Linked DNA regions of Drosophila melanogaster: region 2 is linked to region 1. Evidence: chromatin contacts called from public Hi-C data. All regions are on one chromosome and are shown on one strand. The core of a region is the stretch at or near the end of the contact, and the rest is flanking DNA. Distances in the headings are between cores, read along the strand shown. Region 1 holds the start of lncRNA:CR43940 (long non-coding RNA:CR43940). Region 2 holds the start of eg (eagle).

Region 1 (3,298 bases), core at 354-2,853:
GTACACAAACATTGACATTTATTATTATTATATCCTAAATCTTAGGTTTTAATGGACTAATGCGGAAGGAGTTTCTAAATCATTTTTAAGAGGAGCTTGAGAAATGAAGTTTTGGAATACAGTAGCAAGATTTTTTTGAACTAGATTTCAAAATCCTTTGAAGTTGAGTTGATTAATTTAATAACACTATTGGATTGCAGGATAAATCGCATTGTGGCTGAGATTGTGCCCCAGATATTGGTCTCATTTCGTTTTGTTTTATCGCCGCGATGGCATAATTACACCATTTTGGGAGCGTAAAAACGAGCGAGGAATTAAAGACAGCTAATCATTATTAAGCGCTTTAATGATTTTATAGTCCAATTTATATTCCTTAACAACCACTTGCACTCGGCCAAATGCTTACATCTCTTATTTGGCTGTTTGCTTTTAATTTTCGAAGTCGGAGTCTGGAAACCAGAACTCACAATCCAGGATCCAGAATCCAGAACCGAGAATCCGTCTCCGCAGTTATTTATCGCAAATTGGATGCGAATGTGTGTCTGAGTATCTGAGTATCTCAAAGTCTGCGCCACTGATGCTGATGCGATGCCACTCGGTTGTGGCGATTCGCTTGATTTAATAGTGGCAATTTCGTTCGACTCCAACGCACTGATAATTTTCTCACATAGAAATCCGTTTTTTATAAGCTAAAAAAAGGCACCGCACGCAATTCGGCATTCATGTTTTATTGCCTAATTAACTGGCGCTGACCATTTCACGACCTCTTGTGCGTGACGCGTGAAAGGAGTTACGGAGCCAGGGAATCACTTATTCCGACGAGAAGTACCAGGAGTAGGAGGCGGAGGAGCATCAGCCGGACTCCTGTCCGCACATCCTAACCACCTAATGGCATAGGGGAAATAGGATTATAATTATACGCAACGCTCAAGGGTCATTAAACTTATCTCTCGTTTGAGTATCGCTTGGGTGCATACACATAGGTTCTAAAAATATGTATTATGTATATTATAGATGAATAAGTTGATATAGTTAATAAGTTATTGTTCTATACTCAGGTCTTAACTTCTAGCCAGTCAGAATCCCATTATTTTATAGGAATGTGATGGGTTTCAATGTAATGCATTTAATTTACAAGTATTACGAAATGGCATAGATTATTTTAATCAATAAAGAATCGGTATCTGAAACTTTGGGCTATCTTAGGATAATCCTTTCACTCGATAGTGTGTGTGTGTGTGTGCAGGCGAGCGATATGCTCGCAATTTATGTACGCAATCGCAATCTACGGTGGGTAAACACAGCTGCAAATGCGTTTCCTTTGACCTCGAATTTAAATGGTCCGCCCTGGTGCTCCGCGCTCTATCGCCTATCTGCTCGTACGCCGAATTGCGAAAAACAGAGCGGATTAAAGGTGCACATGAGCACAGCCGTAGGAAATATGCTGCAAACATCCGCCATCCGCCATTCGCCATCCGCCTGCTGCAACTGCATCTGAAAACGCACACACCGCCGCACAGAGAACCTCGGTCGGAGCTGGGGCACACTGAAAGAAATAAGCGGTGCACTGTCCCGCTCAGGCTATCACAATAGATTTTGAGTTAGTTCGTATACATAACATATATACGCTTTTCATGTTATGTCGTGCATTAGCCAGTCACAGTTTTTTTCCAGTGCAGGTAGGGGCAAAAGCTGGGCAGCAGTAGAGGACAGGAGGCTGGAGGAACCCAGGACTGCGACGAGCGCGGCTCACTCGCTTATCTTCCCCGCGGCTATTGGCGTCGTGCAACATTGCAGGAGCCGGAGCAGGAGCCTTTTCCTGGGCCTGCGCTGCTGCTGCTGGAAGACCGGCCAGAAGAAGAGGAAGGAGGACCTGGCGAACGGACGAACTGGCGAACTGGCGAATGAGCGAAGAAGCGACCATGGGCCATGGGCCATGGGCCACGACCATGTCGCTGATGATTCGCATTCGTGTATCGCAAGCGGGCCACAGCCGCAGCTTTTGGCTTCCCCCGAAATTTGAATCTGCCTGCATCTGAGGACTTAACGAATATGAACGAAATGGCCCGGGGCTGTTTCAAAATATTACCACACTCGAGTATTCGAGCAGGGCTACGTACTACATATACATGCGTTGGACTCCGAGCCCAAGTGAATGCGGAAAATTATGGCGAGGTAGTTGCAGATACAAACACTCAATCACAAGGGCTCCATTTGCATACGCCGCTCCCCCCGCCCAAGTCCAGTCCAGAAATCCATGAGGTCTAAGCAGTCCCATTAGCCATAACCCCTAGAAATCTTAGGCTCTGTCCTGGAAGTGCCTATTCCTTTCGCTCTGAGGGATTGTTCCATTTAAGGGCCTTCTGCTCTAAAGTTACGTTCGTTAATTAGACATTTTTCTAGATGCATTGTGAGCGGGGGAATTTTTAGTGGGCTTATTCAGAATAAATCTTTGGGTTATATTCTACTTATTCGAATATATACTTACTTCTGTCTGTGTGTAATCTTAGAAGGAGATCAATCGAATAAGCAATAGATGATCGTGGTGTTACACCATATATGTACATAAATTCTTTCGAAAAATTCAGAAATGTAATTAGATCTTCAAGTGTACGGTTTTTAAAAAGATTGTATTGTAGTAAATATATCTCAGTACTAGATTTAAAAGTGATGATTTTTGTTGAATTGCCTAAGAAAGTAAATACCTTTCAACATTATTTCCCATGCTACAATCTAATTACATTTTTGGTTGCACATCGTCTGTTAAAATTTTCGGAAAATCACCACTCGAGAGCTGATTGTGATTTGCATGTGGAATGGATTGAAATGGAATGCACTTGTCTGCGGCCGGCAAGGCGGACCAAAAAGAGCGGCTTGCCGCTAAAGGAGTCGCTTGAAGTCGGAGTAAGTGCCACGAAGCCACAAGTCTGGGCAGTAGTCATGCAAGTCCTGCGGCATTCACGAGTTTCCCCCCGGCGATCGCATTTAAGACGCATCTTAAATGAGGTGCTCAGGCCGAGTCCTCCACTCTTGGGCAGTTGCGATCCCCAGCTCCTCGGCTCTTGGGTTAGGAGCCTCCCGGTTAAGAGCCAGCTTATGACTGGCTCAAAGAAAGCTGCCATTTTCGGGAGTGCACTGGTATGGGTTGGGATGTGGATGTGGATGAGGACGTGGATGTAATTGTGGCTGCAATGGTGTAGGTGTGCGGGTCGGTAGTTGGTAGTTGCACAGAGGTGTACTTGGGTGCATTTACCATGGGCACACGGACCACTGTGCATCACGATTTATGCCCGGTGCT
Region 2 (3,321 bases), core at 291-2,790, 210 kb after region 1:
TGTGATAAATTACACGTCGTTTTAGAGTGTTGCGCTTCCTTGTTACTCCGTCAAGTGGTGTTGACACGGCCGCGGCGAATGCAGAGTATTAAACGATCTCCGCCGTGGCACTCTTCTTCCGTCCAGTGGTGTTATTAAAATGAAATCATCATCATCACCAAGTGACAGAAGCCGGGAGTCTGAGCCTGAGCCTGAGCCTGAGTCTAAGTCTGAGCTGAGATGAGTTGAGATGGAGGGACAGACAACGACTGGTCAAATGCCCGGGGATCACTTTAGTGGGCATCTCGGCGCACGAAGGCAGTCATCTGATCATGCTTATGACAGGAGAATTCAATTAGACATATGGAAACGCGTTGATTGTTCCACTGGCAATTTTGCGCCTGGTGGCAATCCGATTTAAGCAGCACAGAACTAGCATTGATTATTTTGCAATTGTTGTTGAAGTACCGTATCGAATGTATTTAAATGGATACCATTTAGCCCTAATAAAATTGATTCCTTGTTAAACAATCTCATGCAACTTTTATTTTATTTACGCTCACAAGAATATAGCTTTATATATACCATTAGTGGCAGAATTTTGTATTCAACCTAAAAGAATTCTGCAGTGCCCCCAGATAGAATAAACCAACATCTATGCATATGTTTTCCATGTGGTCATCTCCAATCGTTATCAATCCGACAAAGATTCACATAAAAATATTTAAATATACGAAAGACTAGGGAGGCGAACTTGTTTTCTCCATTTTGCAGGTCAAGCCACAAATAACCTCTGATGTTTTCTTGGTTTCTCCCAATGTTTGTTTACACTGATCGCCGGGCATTAAGTGCCCACCTCCTTGCCACATTAGTCGTCCAATACGAGTTCAATTGGATGCACATGCACAACGAAGCAAACCAGGGCCAACACTCTCGCGGCCAATACACTCAAATGATAACAGTACCGTGTGTAGAGTCAAACGGGGGTAAAAAGACATCAGCCAACAGCCAACCGCATCGACACAGTATTCAATGGAAACGAACGAAACGCTTGGAGATCGTGCCGGTGCCAACAGCCAACCACAGTTCAGCTCTCAGAAGATGCGACGCTTTAACATTTACGGAGAGCGGAGAGTCGCGAACCGAGCTGGAAACGTACAGCAAACATGTTCGAAGCGAGGTCGGTAGCAGGGTGCACTTGGAGAAAAATGTTAGCACTCTTAATATACATAAATGCGTTTTGACTTATTTCAGTTAGCGTTGTAGAAACAAAAAACTGCATTTTTTCAGGGTACTAACTTGTCAATAATATCTTTAATATATTATTTAATAATATATATTTAATATAATTGTTTTAAAATTCTCCCGAAAATAACAAATCTTGTTTCGTTAACAGTTCAGTCAACAGATCTTACCGCCATAACATTGCTGTTAAACCGGCAGAACGGAGCACGCGCACCATTCGCCACAGCAGCTGTTTGCCAAACAGGATTTCCTGCAGCGACGGCCGCCGATTAACAGTTAAGTTTCGCCGTGCCCTGCCACTGTTGCAAACGCACGCACACAATCTAGCGACGCGTGCGCTTTGTTGTCTTGTTGCCGCTGCTGTTGCTGTTAGTGCTGCTGTTCGTGCTGCCGCGCTGCAGATGCTGCTGCTGCTGGGGTAAGATGATCTTTGAGGCCAGGGCCGCGCTGCCAGTTCGAGTCTGTTTGGCGCTCAGAACGACGGCGACGATTTAGTCTCGGATGGACGCTACGCTGCCAAGCACCGTCAGTCAGGCTTTCGCTGTTCTCTCGCTCTCGCAATCGCATTATATCCGACCGATCGCGAAGTTTTTCGGCACTATGTGCGCCACGTGATTGCTGAAATCTCCTTCGAAAGCCGTCGCTATATCATCAGCGATAATTCGGATTTAAGGTGTCATGTGAAGAGTGTGTTTGATATAATCAGTTGATTTTCATTCAAACGTATCCCAGTGTGTGAAGTTAAAAAAAAAACTGGAAAAATTAACATCTAAAGAGGAAAAAATAAATAAATAGTGAGTTGGTAAAAACATCGAATTTATGCTGTTGTGGAAATATATGATCTGGAAAAGGTAAGATTTTGTTGTATATGAGCTTATGCTATTAAAAAATGGCTAAGTCTCCCTGCTGACAAACAAAACATATTAAGAGAATAAATAAAACATTTATTCATTGAATTAATGAGACAACAACAAGTTGAGATGCTGGACACATAATTCAAACGCTAAAACAATAGATAAATACAAGCAATATATATATTAAAGGCTTAATTGAATAAAAACCATTTTGCATAATTTCCATAAATTTGTCGGATGGTTGTTGTAAGTCAAAATAAATCGCAAATAAAAGATTAATACCGAAAACAATTGCATTATAAAAACCAAACCAATTAAAGACTGAAATTATACAATTTAATAATATTTTTAGCAATAATTGAAATACTTAGTACAAACTATTAAAATCAAAACAAAAAACCAACAATAAAAAGACAAATCTGTTGCGAAGAAATGGCCCAACTATCCCCAGCTATCAAGGACCAAGCTTAACTCCCATGAGTTCGTACTCACACCACTAAGGAGGACCAAGGAGAACCAGAAAAAGTGTAATGGTGAAGACAAAAGAAGCTCATTGACATGCTCATTAATAATGTTATTGCCTTTTGTGCGATAAGTGTCAAGAAATTTCTACAATAGGGGCTGCGAATGGACAAAGATGGGAGATATTCAAACATTTAATTGTCCAACTGCTGTCGGCAATCAAGCAGAAAAGGGCCAGGGGCAGCCTGAAGCGACTGGATCGTGGATCCTCGATCGCGAAGGAAGAAGGATCAAGGATGGAGGATGGAGGATGGAGGATGGAGGATGGAGGATGGAGGATGGAGGATGGAGGATGGAGGATCGCAGATCAAGAATTGCGGAAGCAGACAATTCAAACTAGAGCGTGTGACTGCTGAGTGGATTTGCATACTGCGAATGTCCGTCTCCAGTGGTTGGCAGGGCTAATAATAAAGCATATTACCGGCAATTGTGCGCGAGATGGAAGGCGATTCGGGTGTAGGAAGGGTTTGGGCTTGGGTTTGGGTTTGGGTTAGGGCTTGGACTTGGATTTGGATTGCAGATTGTGTCAATGCTCCGGGGTTCGGTTCAGTGGGCTGTGTTCTTGATTCTTGTTCTATTTTGTAGCGGCTTCAAAATATTTGAGACAATCGTGGTTTGCTTGTTTGAACACCTTTTCTCCCTCTGTTGCCTTTATCAGATTTGGCATTGTCCATCATTTTGTTTGCTTTAAAGGACACATTTTTTTGGGACCTTGTTTATT

What was found. Hi-C and Micro-C count contacts between places; a contact is called where the count stands out from the background.
Region 2: a contact with region 1 is called in a Hi-C map of the OSC cell line, with 5 times the contacts expected there. A contact is called at or near these places in 44 of 107 Hi-C or Micro-C datasets (the Clone 8 cell line, the Kc167 cell line, the ML-DmBG3-c2 cell line and 13 more) and 2 of 7 datasets of targeted methods (both in the Kc167 cell line).

Annotation. Positions count from the first base shown.
Region 1 is chr3L:21,592,994-21,596,291 of dm6, forward strand. lncRNA:CR43940 (long non-coding RNA:CR43940) reads left to right here and starts at 1,604. Exons shown (of 1, transcript NR_073967.1): 1 at 1,604-2,467. The region is part of intron 1 of TfAP-2 (Transcription factor AP-2); the gene reads left to right.
Region 2 is chr3L:21,807,163-21,810,483 of dm6, forward strand. It overlaps eg (eagle), which reads left to right and starts at 1,541. Exons shown (of 3, transcript NM_168938.2): 1 at 1,541-1,642.